Regions from separate parts of the Mus musculus genome. Here region 1 is linked to region 2. A link is a contact called in public HiChIP or PLAC-seq data. All regions are on one chromosome and are shown on one strand. Each heading gives the region's core, a stretch centred on a gene start, on an enhancer-like site or on the middle of the called end of the contact. The rest is flanking DNA. Distances are from core to core; before and after follow the strand shown. Region 1 holds the start of Trabd2b (TraB domain containing 2B). Region 2 has its middle 25 kb from the start of Gm40228.

Evidence for each region. HiChIP or PLAC-seq counts read pairs in DNA pulled down with a chosen protein or histone mark.
Region 1: an H3K27ac HiChIP or PLAC-seq map of heart atrium shows a contact between it and region 2, with 7 read pairs. The contact joins the promoter of Trabd2b here to the enhancer-like site in region 2. A contact is called at or near these places in 1 of 15 datasets of contacts at CTCF or cohesin (the NIH/3T3 cell line), 3 of 484 Hi-C or Micro-C datasets (cerebral cortex, cortical neurons and liver), 5 of 115 datasets of contacts at active chromatin or transcription factors (the SCID.adh cell line, embryonic stem cells, fibro-adipogenic progenitors and 2 more) and 3 of 9 other capture datasets (adipose tissue, liver and pancreatic islet).

Annotation. Positions count from the first base shown.
Region 1 is chr4:114,403,942-114,410,247 of GRCm38.p6, forward strand. Trabd2b (TraB domain containing 2B) reads left to right here and starts at 2,783. Exons shown (of 7, transcript NM_001085549.1): 1 at 2,783-2,978; 2 at 4,952-5,512. The coding sequence starts at 2,877.
Region 2 is chr4:114,368,536-114,375,055 of GRCm38.p6, forward strand. No RefSeq gene overlaps it. Among named protein-coding and RNA genes, the nearest start is that of Gm40228, 25 kb to the left of the region's middle. Within about 2 kb of position 3,011, at least 13 of the 459 cell types and tissues checked have an H3K27ac peak or open chromatin away from gene starts, as enhancers often do. A contact at or near this core is called in cerebral cortex and heart atrium, where this site is marked.

The sequences.
Region 1 (6,306 bases), core at 1,533-4,032, 35 kb after region 2:
TTTAAGTTTGATCTGGTCGGTTTTGTACTCCCTATCTGCCATCTTCTAATTCCCCAGTGAAGACCATGTTCCTATCTCTCTGTGGAAGCAGACTCTCACTCTAACCAACTCACTGCTCTTTCGAAGCAGATGGGTGGCTTTAGGGGGAAAGGGGCTGAGTCAGGGCAGTATCTCTCAAGAACCTCTCTTTGTTATGACTGCAGATCTCAGAACTCTGTGTGTGAGAGACAGAGCTACTACATTATGCCCTGGTGTCCTGTTTTCTGGGCACTCTGGTTTGCTTAGCATCTGTCACCAAGCAGGTATGTGGGATAAGAGGCTGAGCAGAACAAGTTGCTCCTGATATCTAGCAGTTTGAACTGTAGGCAATTGCAAAGAAAAAAGTGGAAATTTCACAGCCACCTCTGGTGCTTACATCCTTCACTTTTAGTCCAGTTCTTAGTTGCTCGCATTCTAGGCTCGGAGAGGCAAGTCATTCTGCTTCACTCACACTTTGAGCCTTCCTTTCTCTAGTGGTTCCATGTGCAACCGAGGCAGGAGTGGAGAGAGGGGAGGAGGGCCCTTAGCTGGGAGCCAAAAGGCCTAGGATCAGGCCTTGGCTTCCACTGGCCACTCTGCCTCTACTTTGTTCCCTCAATCATGAGCCCTGTAAGTAAAGATATAACCTAGCCACTTGCAAATTTGAATCTTGGAGTATCTTCCCATGACTGTATACATACAAAGGCATGCTCTCAGGCCTGGCATGATGACACAGGTTCTGGCCATCTGCTTTCTGTAGGCAGTCCCTTGAAGGCCCTTTTATCCCACTTTTATACCTTGGCAGCAGGTGATCCATCTGCTTCACTCCCTCCTCCTCCTCCTCCTCCTCCTCCTCCTCCTCCTCCTCCTCCTCCTCCTTCTTCTTCTTCTTCTTCTTCTTCTTCTTCTTCTTCTTCTTCTTTTTTCAAGACAGGGTTTCACTGTATAGCCCTGGCTGTCCTGGAACTCACTTTGTAGACCAGGCTGCCCTCTGCCTCCTGAGTGCTGCTGGGATTAAAGGCATGCGCCACCACACCCGGCCACTTCACTCCCTTCTATTAGCTACTGCTGATTTAAAGATCTTAAAGATCATCTCCTAGGGCTTTGCCCTGACTCCAGGGCACCTCTGATATACCTCAAAGTGCCTACCCATAGCCTGTCCTGCTGACTGCTTATGCTCACTAGGCCTCGCAGATCTGCTCTGAGAAACTCACCCATATCCCCAAATTTGTCTCAGCCTGACTTCCACCTCTTAGCCTGAGGTCCATTGAGCCTGCCTCAGGAACCCTTCCTCTGCCTGCCTTTTCTTGGTCTTCTGCTATGATTGTATTTTAATTGTCTACTTGCATATCTCATCATGTCTGTCAGCTATAGACTTCTGATAATATCACACAATTTATCTTTAACCTCCAATATCAGGATAGAGTCTTAGCAAATCTTGTTTAACAACAGCGGTGTGTGTGTGTGTGTGTGTGTGTGTGTGTGTGTACACCCAGAGAAACAGACAGGAGAATGACTGACTGAATGGAGCTTCCAAGGAATTCTAATTGTTTTATGTTCTTTAGACATGTTTTAATTTAATGTAGTGGGTCTTTGCAGAGTGCCTAGGAACACATGTGGTGGTGTTAGGCACAGCAGCATGACAAAACGTTGTAAGCAAATACCACGTTTTCTGGATCTCCAGTGACCATCTCATTCTCCGATATACCTCGAAGTGCCTACACAAATCCTGTCCTGTTAACTGCTTACTCTCGCCAGGCCTCGCAGATGTGCTCTGAGAAACTGGCCCATGTTCCCAAATTTGTCTCAGCCTGACCATTGGACTTCCACCTTAACCCAAGGTCCACTGAGCCAGACGCCCTCTGGCGGTAGCGCTCAGGAGCTACATCCCGGCGCAGAGCTGGAGAGAGGAGAGGAAAGGAGAGGGAGGAGGGAGGAGGCGCAGGCAGGGGAGGAGAGGAAAAAGTTGCGCTGGGAAGTTTGGAAAGTTGGGAAGTGGCTGCTGCGGGCTTCGCCTCCCTCCGCGCGCGTGCGAGGGAACGAGCGAGAGAGCGAGCGCGGAGCCAGCGAGCGCCTGCCATGCCCGGCAGACCCCGCCTCGCCGCGCCCGGGCGCCGAGCTCGCTCCGACTCCCTGCGGCCCGGCCCGGCCCGGCCCGCCGCGGCCCCGGCCCCCCGCCTCCCGCGCCGGGTCCTCCCCTCCCCCGCCCGGCGGCCCCAGCCCCCCGCCCGGCCCGGCTCCGCGCCGCTCTCCCGCCCTCCTCTCTCCCTCCCTCCCGGCCGCGGAGCAGCATGGCGGAGCCCGGGCAGCGGCCGCGCGGCCGCCCGCCGCCCCTCTGAGCCGGGCTCGGGGGCAGCCCGGCACCTCAGAGCAGACCCCCGCCCCGCCGCGCCCTCTGCCGCACTTGTCCCACTGCGCGCCCCCTGGAGCGCCGCGCACCCCTGGGACCCTTGCGCGCCCCGGGTGCCCAGCATAACCCGAGTTCCCCCGCTCACCCTGGAATCTCAGGACTGCCCCAGGAGCCCCGCGTACCCCTGGACCCTGACGCGGCTCCGGGACCCCCACGCGCTCTAGGACCCCTGCGCGCTCTCAGAATTCCGGGGCTCGGCCAACCCGGCTGCGCGCCCTGGTGAGGGGCCCCGCCCCAGAGGATCCCCCTCTTCCAACAGACCGGAGCCCCGCCCCAGAGAGACCCCCAGGTCCGACAGGGACATCCAGCCACGCCCCAGCGGGCTCCCAGCATCTCGCGCCTGGAGCCCTGTGCTCCAGAAGATCCTCGGTGCCCAGCTGGGGGCTCCCCGCCCTGCTGAGGGGGCGCTGCCCAAGAGGGACCCCCGCGTCCCGCGGGCCCCGGCAGGATGCACGCCGCCCTGGCGGGGCCGCTGCTAGCCGCCCTCCTTGCCACCGCCCGCGCCCGTCCGCAACCCCCCGACGGAGGACAGTGCCGGCCGCCTGGATCGGTGAGCGAGCACCAGCCCTGCCACTCTCCCGCCTGCCTGGACACTCCAGCCTGAGGGGCCAGGGTTTGGGACCAGCCTTCTCCATTCAGCCCACTCGCTCCACCTCCGCCCTCTGGGCACAGCCTGGGCTCCCTTCCCTAGCATCTGTCCTCCCGGACTCCAAGTCTGAGCCCAGCCCAGATGGTTCCTTCTCCACTCGCGGACAGTTTCCCCTAGACTTTTGGTCTTGGTTGGATGGATCCCCTCTCTGTGTCCGCTTCTAACTCTCCTGTCTTTTATCCTACCTTTACCCTTTGGTTGCCTTCTTCTGACTTCATCTTCCCAACACCTAGTACCCTTTTCTACACCCTGACTTCCAACCCTTTTGCTGTTTCATTCACACAGTGCCCCAGGCCAGGCATCCCTCCCTCTCCTTGACCCTTTTTCTGACCTAAGGCTGGATCCTCCAACCCTGGTGCTCATTCTCACTCCTCTCCCTCTGTACCCCAGACCCTACCCAGTACCGATTGTCCCAAATGCCCCTGTTTCCTGAAAAGGGTAAGATATCATAGGAGAGAAACGGAAATGACAGGATGAACTTGCTTGTCTAATATTTTCCTAAGGGCACCAAGTAATTATTGCTTCTCCCAACTTTCCTCTCCAAACCCGGCATCTCTTGATATTTTTTCCTGCAATGCCCTTATCTTCAAATATAGATTAATGCGTTGGCAATCATCCTGAACTAGATGCCAGGAGACGAGAATACTGTTGCAGGATCTTCCTGTGCTACCCTATTAGCAGGGCATAGGTTGGCCTTGGGCAAGGTGCACAGCTAGCAGTCTGCCTTGTGCAAGAAACCAGCTGGATAGCTGGTAGGCACTGTCTATTGTGCATTCACATTTGTAAGGTTTGTTGGTAAACTATGGTTCTGTGTCCACCACCCACAATAAATACTTTTCATTTGTGCCAGAATCAGGGAGGAATATGTTATGAGTTGACCTAAAGTTTGTTAAGTGGTCAGTGGTCACTCCAGGGACTTTTCTAGATGGAAACTGACTTTGCTTGGGAGATAGTCCCCTACTCCTGTTTCTTTCCAAATCCTAATTGATACTGGAAAAAACAACCATAGTGTGTGCCTAGGTCACAGACAAAGACAGACTTGGAAATGGAGAGCTAGGCTCACCTTTTTGGTGGGGGGAGTTTAGAAAGCACCCAGAATATGTATGCTTCCTGGGGTTAATTCTATGAAATCCTCTCCTCCCACACCAGCAACTGAGACTTGCTTTGGCTTTGCAAGATTTTAAAACCCTTTCTCACCTATGGTCTCAGTGAGTGGAGCAAAGTAGCTAACACCCGTGACCTGCCCTCCAAGAAGAAAGCCTTACCCACCCGATGAACGGGAAGGAGCTGCTGAAATAGGTGTGCTATTTTTAATAGGTGTTCTGCTTTCAGAGTACTCTTGGCATGTGTCTTCTAATGGCTGTATTTAAAAGTTATATGACTTCCTCTTTTCTTGCCAGAGCAGGACTCTTGGTCCCCCCCCCCCCACCCTACACATGAAACACCCTGGTGAAGGTTTGGCTTGGCCAAGCATGAATGTTCTCAGGTGGTGTGGCAGCCCTTGGCTTTCACAGTGAAAGCTAGTCATAAAGAGAGCCTCCTTTCGTTGCCCACTTCCTCCGTGCCTGGCACCACTCTGAGGGCTTCAGATATGTATGTTCTGTTTTTCACTCCTACCAATAACTCCCATTCTCACCCCCATTTTGCAGAAGAGGAAACTGAGTCTGGGAAGTAGAATGATATACTACAAATTATCCAACTAAGAAAGGACAAAGCCAGCATTTGAATGTGGAACTTTTAGCTTGGAAAGCCCTTGCCAGCGGGCCTCTGCCTTCTGGCCCCATCTACCCCTGCAATCTCTCAGTGCCAACCCTGGCTCTGCCCTGCTGCCTTTGGCCTCACTGATCTGCCTCTCTTCTTCTCTCTCCATGTAGCAGAGGGACCTGAACTCCTTCCTGTGGACTATTCGGCGCCATCCTCCAGCCTACTTGTTTGGCACCATCCACGTTCCCTATACCCGAGTCTGGGACTTCATCCCTGATAATTCCAAAGCAGCCTTCCAGGCCAGCACTCACGTCTACTTTGAGTTGGATCTGACAGATCCCTATACCATCTCAGCCCTGGCCAGTTGCCAGCTGCTGCCCCATGGGGAGAACCTGCAGGACGTGCTGCCAAGGGAGCTCTACTGGCGCCTGAAGCGCCACCTGGACTATGTGAAGCTGATGATCCCCTCCTGGATGACGCCAGCACAGCGCGGCAAGGGGCTGTATGCTGACTACCTGTTCAATGCCATTGCTGGTAACTGGGAGCGCAAGAGGCCCGTGTGGGTGATGCTCATGGTGAACTCCCTCACGGAGACAGATGTGCGCTCCCGAGGTGTGCCTGTGCTGGACCTCTACCTGGCCCAGCAGGCTGAGAAGATGAAGAAGAGCACAGGGGCTGTGGAGCGGGTTGAGGAGCAGTGCCATCCTCTCAATGGGCTCAACTTCTCCCAGGTAAGAACCGACTTGCCAGCCTAGCTAGCGGTCGGTCCCCAGTGTCTTGGTCTTAGTCTCTGATCTTTGTCATGCTCCAGCAGACAGCCAGAGTCAGGTCCCATCCTCCCTGTCTCTTACCCCAAGCAAAAGTATCTCTCTGGTCCTGAATAGCACTGGGCTGCTCTACTGGGGTCAGGGGAAACTACTACATGCCAGAGTTTGGGTGTTTCTTTCCATTTCAGTGGTTCCCTGTTGGGGATATCCACTCTCCACCTGCTGTGCTTGCCTGAGCAGAAAGAATTTCCCTGGGAGCATCAGAGTGATTCAAAACAGAAGGAGGGAGTTGCCCATTTGCAGCAGTCTTCCCCAGGCCCTGAGGGCTTCAGAGAACAGGGCTGTCCTGAGGCTGCTTGGATACACACCTGTGGGTGTGTTTATAGAGACTACACAGAGGTGCCTAGCCTGTGCTGTCAAGGAAGGTTTTGTGGACTTGGCCTCCACCAGCACTGCTTTGCTGATTAACACTAAGTTCTGCATGGTTCCCTGGGCCTTTGCTAAGCTCTGTGACTCTGGGGCTGCCTCCCTAAGACGGGGGGGGGGGGGGGGGGGAACGGACTTCCAGTCAGCAAGGAGAGTTTGTGGGTTATAATTTCAGAGAAATGTGTTGTCTGAAGTTTGGCAGTTCTGATTTCTGAACCTAGGGAGTAAGGGAGAAAGGAGGGGTTTAAGAAGTTTAAAGTCTCTGGCTGTCAGAGACCTGATTCAGCTAAATTCATTAAAAGCCTGTCCCCATGGGCAGAGGTCATTCACAA
Region 2 (6,520 bases), core at 1,761-4,260:
TTCTTCCCCATGTAAGGCATATTCAGTTTCTGTAATAGATATGAACACTGGGACCCAAATCATATTGATTTCCAATATTTCCAACAAATAGTTTTTGATGTCAGCTCTATCCCAGGAATATGAGAAAGTGGGACTAGGCTTGGATCCAGCAGTCTAAGTCTCCTCTGTACAGACCCCATCTCCTTTCCCAGTTTCTTCTCTCTCTCCTCTCTCAAGCAAACACTTTCCCTACTTACCATAAACAATACCCACTTCATGGTGTCCATCCCAGCCTCTGCATTTTTGTTCAGACTAAAAGCTTTTAATGCTCTCTTAATTCCAGCAGGAGTACCCATGGGTCCTTCCCGAAGACAGATCTGGAGGGCCCTGTGCCCTGTGATATAATAAAGATCAGGTGGCTTTTGCATCAAAGCCATTCTGGCTATGTGACCTTGAACACCTTGAACCTAAGTGTGCATGTATAAAAAGCATGTGAGTTATCTCCCACAGTTTGTGTGGAATAAGAGATGGCCTGGGGTTCACTCCCCTTCAAGCTTTCAATTCACACACACGGATTACATTGAAATCTATTTTCTTTATTTTCTTCTATAAGCTTTTCATGAATTTTTATGCCTCCTATATCTTAACCATACTAAAATCCAATTTAAAAAGCAGCAATTCAACACTCAGCCAACATATCAAGTCATTTTGAATTTCATTTCAAAGTGGTCCGTGAAATGTTCTGAAAAATCTCAGATTCCTAGGGAATAAGCCCATAACCCTCATGAGACCCCAGCTCAATTTTGCCTACAGCCTGTAGCCACACCCTTTCTATCTTTTGAGGCTTGGCTCCAAATTGAATGACAACTGTGGTGTTACCCTGTGTTTACTTTGAGCTCCTTAGGGATACAGGCTAGGGCTGACTCACTATGGAATTTAAAGAAGCATCAATATTCTTTAAATGAACTATGATCTGTTTTTGTGCTCCATCTCTAACCATTTGATCACCTGTGAAATAAGGACTCTGCATTAAGTGAAATTCATTCCCTCCAAAGCGGAGAGCCTTTGCTTCATCTTATCAGGAGACAAAAATGCCTTCTTTCCTCTCCTGAGATCCTTTCCACACAACTCTTCCTCCCTCAGGTGCCTTCCCAGGTTACAAGCATCCCTTTCCATTGCTAGCTAAGTACAGCCTCACACTTCCATGCAGGTAGGAGTTCCTCAGAAGGAACAATGTCCTGTGGTCCACAGCTGGAGGTCTTTAAGGACATTTGAATGGACCATCAGTCCCCCCTTGCGTGCACGCATACACACACACACACACACACACACACACACACACACACACCTTGGCCTTTCAAGCTCCAGGGTGACAAATCTAATCCTAGTCAGATAAGGAAGTTAAATTTTCTTGTGCACATTTGGCAAGGGGAAGACAGGAGGGTGGGGGAAGGCAGGATCTCACCTAGCCACAAAGCCCCTCTTATCTGCAAATTCTTTGAAGTAGGGGAGAGGGGCTCTCAGAGGCTGGGAACCAGGGGGCAGCTTTTTCTTACCACAGTTCCAACATATTTCAGTAGGAGAGACTACCAAGCCCTAGAAAACATTTGTCTCCAAGAGAAAAAAATCAGCCTCCTTCAAACCCCCAGATTGTTCCTGCCCATGAGTACAACATGGAAATAGAGGCTGAACACAATGCTTGCAGACTTCAGACCTGATGTGGAATGTAAGGCCTGTATTTGATGTTAGACTGAGCATAAGGGCCTGATGCACCTGTGAGCTTCCCAAATGTGGGAAATCACAACTTAATTTTCTCTCCCTGCCCAAGCAGCCCATCACAACACTAAACCCTCTGGTAAGTAGACTATGTCATCAACCTCAGAACTAGAACCTCTGCTCCTCCCACTGGCTCTGGTCTTTGTGATGACACAGAACTTCTTCGGCTGTGATTGCTCCAGAACAGCTCTGACAAGAATTAGAGGTGATGTCAAGTGCCCACAAAACTCAGTTCCTAAAGATTAATTTGTTATAGCTATATCATCAACCTGGGCTGCAGGTTGGTGATATGGAGTCCAGGATTATACCAGGTGAGATATGGTGTAGCTTGAACCAATCAGAAGCTAGGGCAGAAGAAATCAAATGGCCACTCAATGCGAGGATGTGGTAGATATTGGAGACCTGATAGAAAGTTGTGCTGGATGCTGGAGATTCAGTGCAAGGTCATGGTAGCTACAGAAGACTGATGGGATGACTGAGGCTGGATGTTGGGAACTGCTTGATGCTCATTCTGCCTGTTGAAATGGGAAAGGCTCACTTGGAGCATATGAGAGCAGGAGCTGCCATGCTAAGCAAGGACTTCTGATCCCTCTCTTGGGCTAAGAGTAGCTAAAAGAACAATGAAAATTCAAAAACAGAAAATAGGAACAGTTTTCCAGCTCCAAGACCTGTGCCTTCTTCTCCCCAGGCAAATGTGTACCTCTTCCCTAGTTCATCTCCAAGGCTGCTCTCAGCCTTGCTAATGAGGTCAGGGGTTGCCCTTGGTTCATTGGAGCCTATCCAACTCTATCCTACATCATCTACAACCTACACTAAATACATAGCTACAAGTGCAGCTGCTTGTCACACCAGTTTATACTGCTTGTGGCTGGTGCAGAGGCTGCATATCTAAATAGTAGGAGCCTGCCAACTATGTATAAATAGTAGAGGTCAGCCTTACTTTAGCCAGGAGACCAGCTTTGCCCTGACTCTGCCAGTGATTTACTTTTTTCTAGGGTAATTTTGAGCCAATCTATTTTTGCCTTCAAGATTTGATTTCACTGTTTAAGAAACACAGAAGAACTCTCAGGCATGATAAGCCCTAAAATCCTTCATGGTGATCAAGAAAGTCCCACTGGGTTTATTTGGTGGGGCTAAATCCCCTTTGGGACCATCAGAACAGACCATTGTCTTATTTCCCCCAGAGCACCTCCATTACTCTCCCTGCCTATCACCAGACTATTTCTGATTTCTGGGAACCAAGTGAAGAATGTGTTCAACTGCTTGGCCAAGTTAAGCCAAAGTCACCTTTGCTATTTAAAACCTCTCCCTACAGAGCAGCCTGTTGATGGAAGAAGTAAATCCCTACTCATTTCTGAGTTCACTTTGCAGTAGCTTAATCCCCCAAGATTAAGGACCCCCACCCCCACCCTTTCCAGCTTCCCCTTTCCTCTAGGTCCTCCCCAGAGGCCACTTTAGGCGGACTTTGGAATGCCTAGTCCCCCACCTCCAATGCCCTGGCTATGTAAGCACCCTCTCTGGGAACACTGGGCTAGCTGTTGTTTCCCAAAACTAATCTCTGTTGATTAGCCCAGTCTTTTCTACAGGGTCTAAGTCCTGCAGTATAGAAAGCTTATGCCATCCAGGTTAAGGACCCTAAGACTCAGGGTAGCCAGAGATGAGCTCAGCCAAGATTTGAGGTGAGAATGGAAGCTAAAACTAGTGGCCACACTTTTGAGTCCTAGGATACCAAGGTGTGAAGGTATGACTAGACCCTTGGAATTGAGTTGACATAAACCACAGTTGCAAAACTAAGAAAATGAGGTTTGGGGGGTTTGTTTGTTTGTTTTGTTTGTTTGTTTTGTTTGTTTTGTTTTTTGTTTGGTTGGTTGGTTGATTTTGTTTTTTTCCAAGACAGGGTTTCCCTGTGTTCCCCTGGCTGTCCTGGAGCTCACTCTGTAGACCAGGCTGGCCTCGAACTCAGAAATCTGCCTGCCTCTGCCTCCCAACTGCTGGGATTAAAGGCATGCACCACCATAGCCTGGCAAAAATGAGGTTTAAAGAAAGCAATATATCTTTCCAACTATCTCATATTTGGGGTAAAGCTTGGACTCAGACCTAGGTTTCAGTTGTTTTTTTACCACCTTCCAGTCCCGAGATTGACCAGTGGCGTATGGAGATAAAATATGCATGCACCGAACAAAACACATAAGACTTACTATGCACTAGGCACTGTTCTAAGAATGTTGTCAATACTGTCTCATTTAAACCTCCCAAAAAAACTAAAGGTAGGTTTTCTTACTCTCAATTTATAAATGAGGTTAAAACTGTGAGAGTTATAAGAAGTCCTTCACTTACCCTGCATTGATTTATTTGACAAAAGAGAAGTGAAGTCAAATTAAATCCAGTGTAGACAGTTGGGGATCTAGGACCCCAGCAGGCAATGGGCAGGCAGTGAGGGAAGCCCGAGAGTATCAAGATCATTCAAAGTTGGGGAGATGGTCCCAAGGACAGCCAACTACACACAGACTCACCCTTCCTGGTCCACATGGTGTGCAGCTCCAGGAAATGCCATCTGCTGTGCCTTCCATGTGAATTGTGCCTGGTGGGATTGGCAGTGCAACAGAGTCCCAGCTTCACCCACACAGGCAACTGCCAGCCAGGTGTGTGTCACAGTCATTTAGTGGGGCTGCTATGTTCCAGAATGAGGAATCCTCAGCCCACAATGGAGGCCTTGCCAGCCCCAGAGGTAATGCTCCCCAGCTGCAGCTGCAGCCCCCACCAGTTCGGCACGACATCACACCAAGGGGAGCCCATGGGTCATATGTCTAGACAGTCAGACTGAGAAGGACGCTCAGCATCTTGGGAGACGTTTCCTGCATTCCTCCCACCTTTGGGAATGGAAACTGAGCTAACAGCGAATTTGTTCTAATTATAAGGAAACAAGGAGAATTGAACAGGAGTTGCTCAAGGCTAATGTCTTCCAAAGCTTTCTCTGGCCCTCTCCCTTTTTTCATCTCCTCAGCAAGAAGTGCCCACTGTGCTAGATCCTGCTGTGCCTTGGGCTGGGGCTCTGCTCCGAAGCACTGCCTGCCTAAAGGAATAATGGACCTACTCTCAGGCCACAATTTTTCAGGTGCCATTCACAAGAATTCTTGGGGAAAGGAGCACAAAGGATCACAGATTCTCCAAAGTCAGGCCTGAATGTTGGCAAGGATTGTGAGCAGAATGCAGGAGGGGTTCTCTGTCCTCTCTTATCTCCATATGGAAGGCCCCTTACTAAGATGTCCTGATCTCTTAAGGACACATCAATGGCCCTTCAACATTTATTCTCTCTACATGTCTCAATAGAGGACTAAACCTGGAGTTAAGGCTGCTCCTTCTCTAAGAAGGTTTTACAAATGGTTCACCCATTATGCTACATCGAGGATGCATGTCTGTCTGTGTATGTGTGGGGGTGGGGAAGTGTACCTGTAAAATGTGCTCATGTATTCTTGCTCTTAATTTTTATTTCAAGAAGTAGTTGGGTATAATGATTGAGAATTAGGACCCTGTAATCAGACATTCACAGTCAAATCCTGACTGAGAACAGGGAGCCTGTAATCAGACATTCCCAGTCCAATCCCCAGCTATCGTTGTATGACCTTAAGCAAACTCCTTAGCCTCAGGCTCACTCATCAGAGCAGTTGACAGTTACAGTAGAAGCTGTGTGGGGTTAATAAAGAGATTCATAAGAATAGCTAAATCTAGTATTTAACCACTAATATCATGAACAGCCACAGTCTGCTGCCAGCCTCAGTGGCTCACAGTTTATAAGATTGAACTCAACTCAGTTGTGTAGATACTTGATTGGGTTTCACTAGGAAAGGAGGATATGAATGTTCGGCTTTTTTATGTATGTATGTATGTATGTATGTATGTATGTATGTATGTATATAAATTTTTAAGTGTATGATTCAGGGGCATTAAGCACTATCCACAATGTTGTTACAGCCATCACTATTATCCATGTTGAGTCCTTTCTCATCCCAAACATAAACCCAACTCCTTAAACAATGGTTCTACATTTACTTTTCTACCCACCCAGTTTCCTGGTAACCACTATTGCATATTCAGGCTCTATAAATGGCATGTTGTAGGTATGTCACAAAACTAGAATCAGTGGGTTTTATTCTTGTGCTTCTGACTTACTTAGCTTGTTGTTTTCAAGCTCCATCCATATGTCTTTCCTCCCTTGTAAGGCTAAGATTCTATTATGTTTACGTCACATTTCTATCTCTTCACTAGTGTGACTCATGCTACCATAAGCATGTGGGTGTATAATCTGTTTTGTGGCTTGTATACTGAAAAATGGAATTTCTGAGTGAAGGTTTGGGGTACCTACAATCCTGCATTTCACAGCACTGCAGTGTGTAGTATTATTGCCATCTTTCAGCACACCATGATTTTTTCTTTTAATTAGGTATTTTCTTCATTTACATTTCCAATGCTACCCCAAAAGTCCCCCCATATGCCCCACCCACTCCCCTACCCACTCACTCCCACTTCTTGGCCCTGGCGTTCCCCTGTACTGAGGCATATAAAGTTTGCAAGACCAGTGGGCCTCTCTTTCCACTGATGGCCGACTAGGCCATCTTCTGATACATATACAGCTAGAGACACGAGCTCCGGGGGTACTGGTTAGTTCATAGTGTTGTTCCACCTATAGGGTTGCAGATCCCTTTGGCTCCTTGGGTACTTCTCTAGCTCCTCCATTGGGGGCCCCATGATCCATCCATTAGCTGAC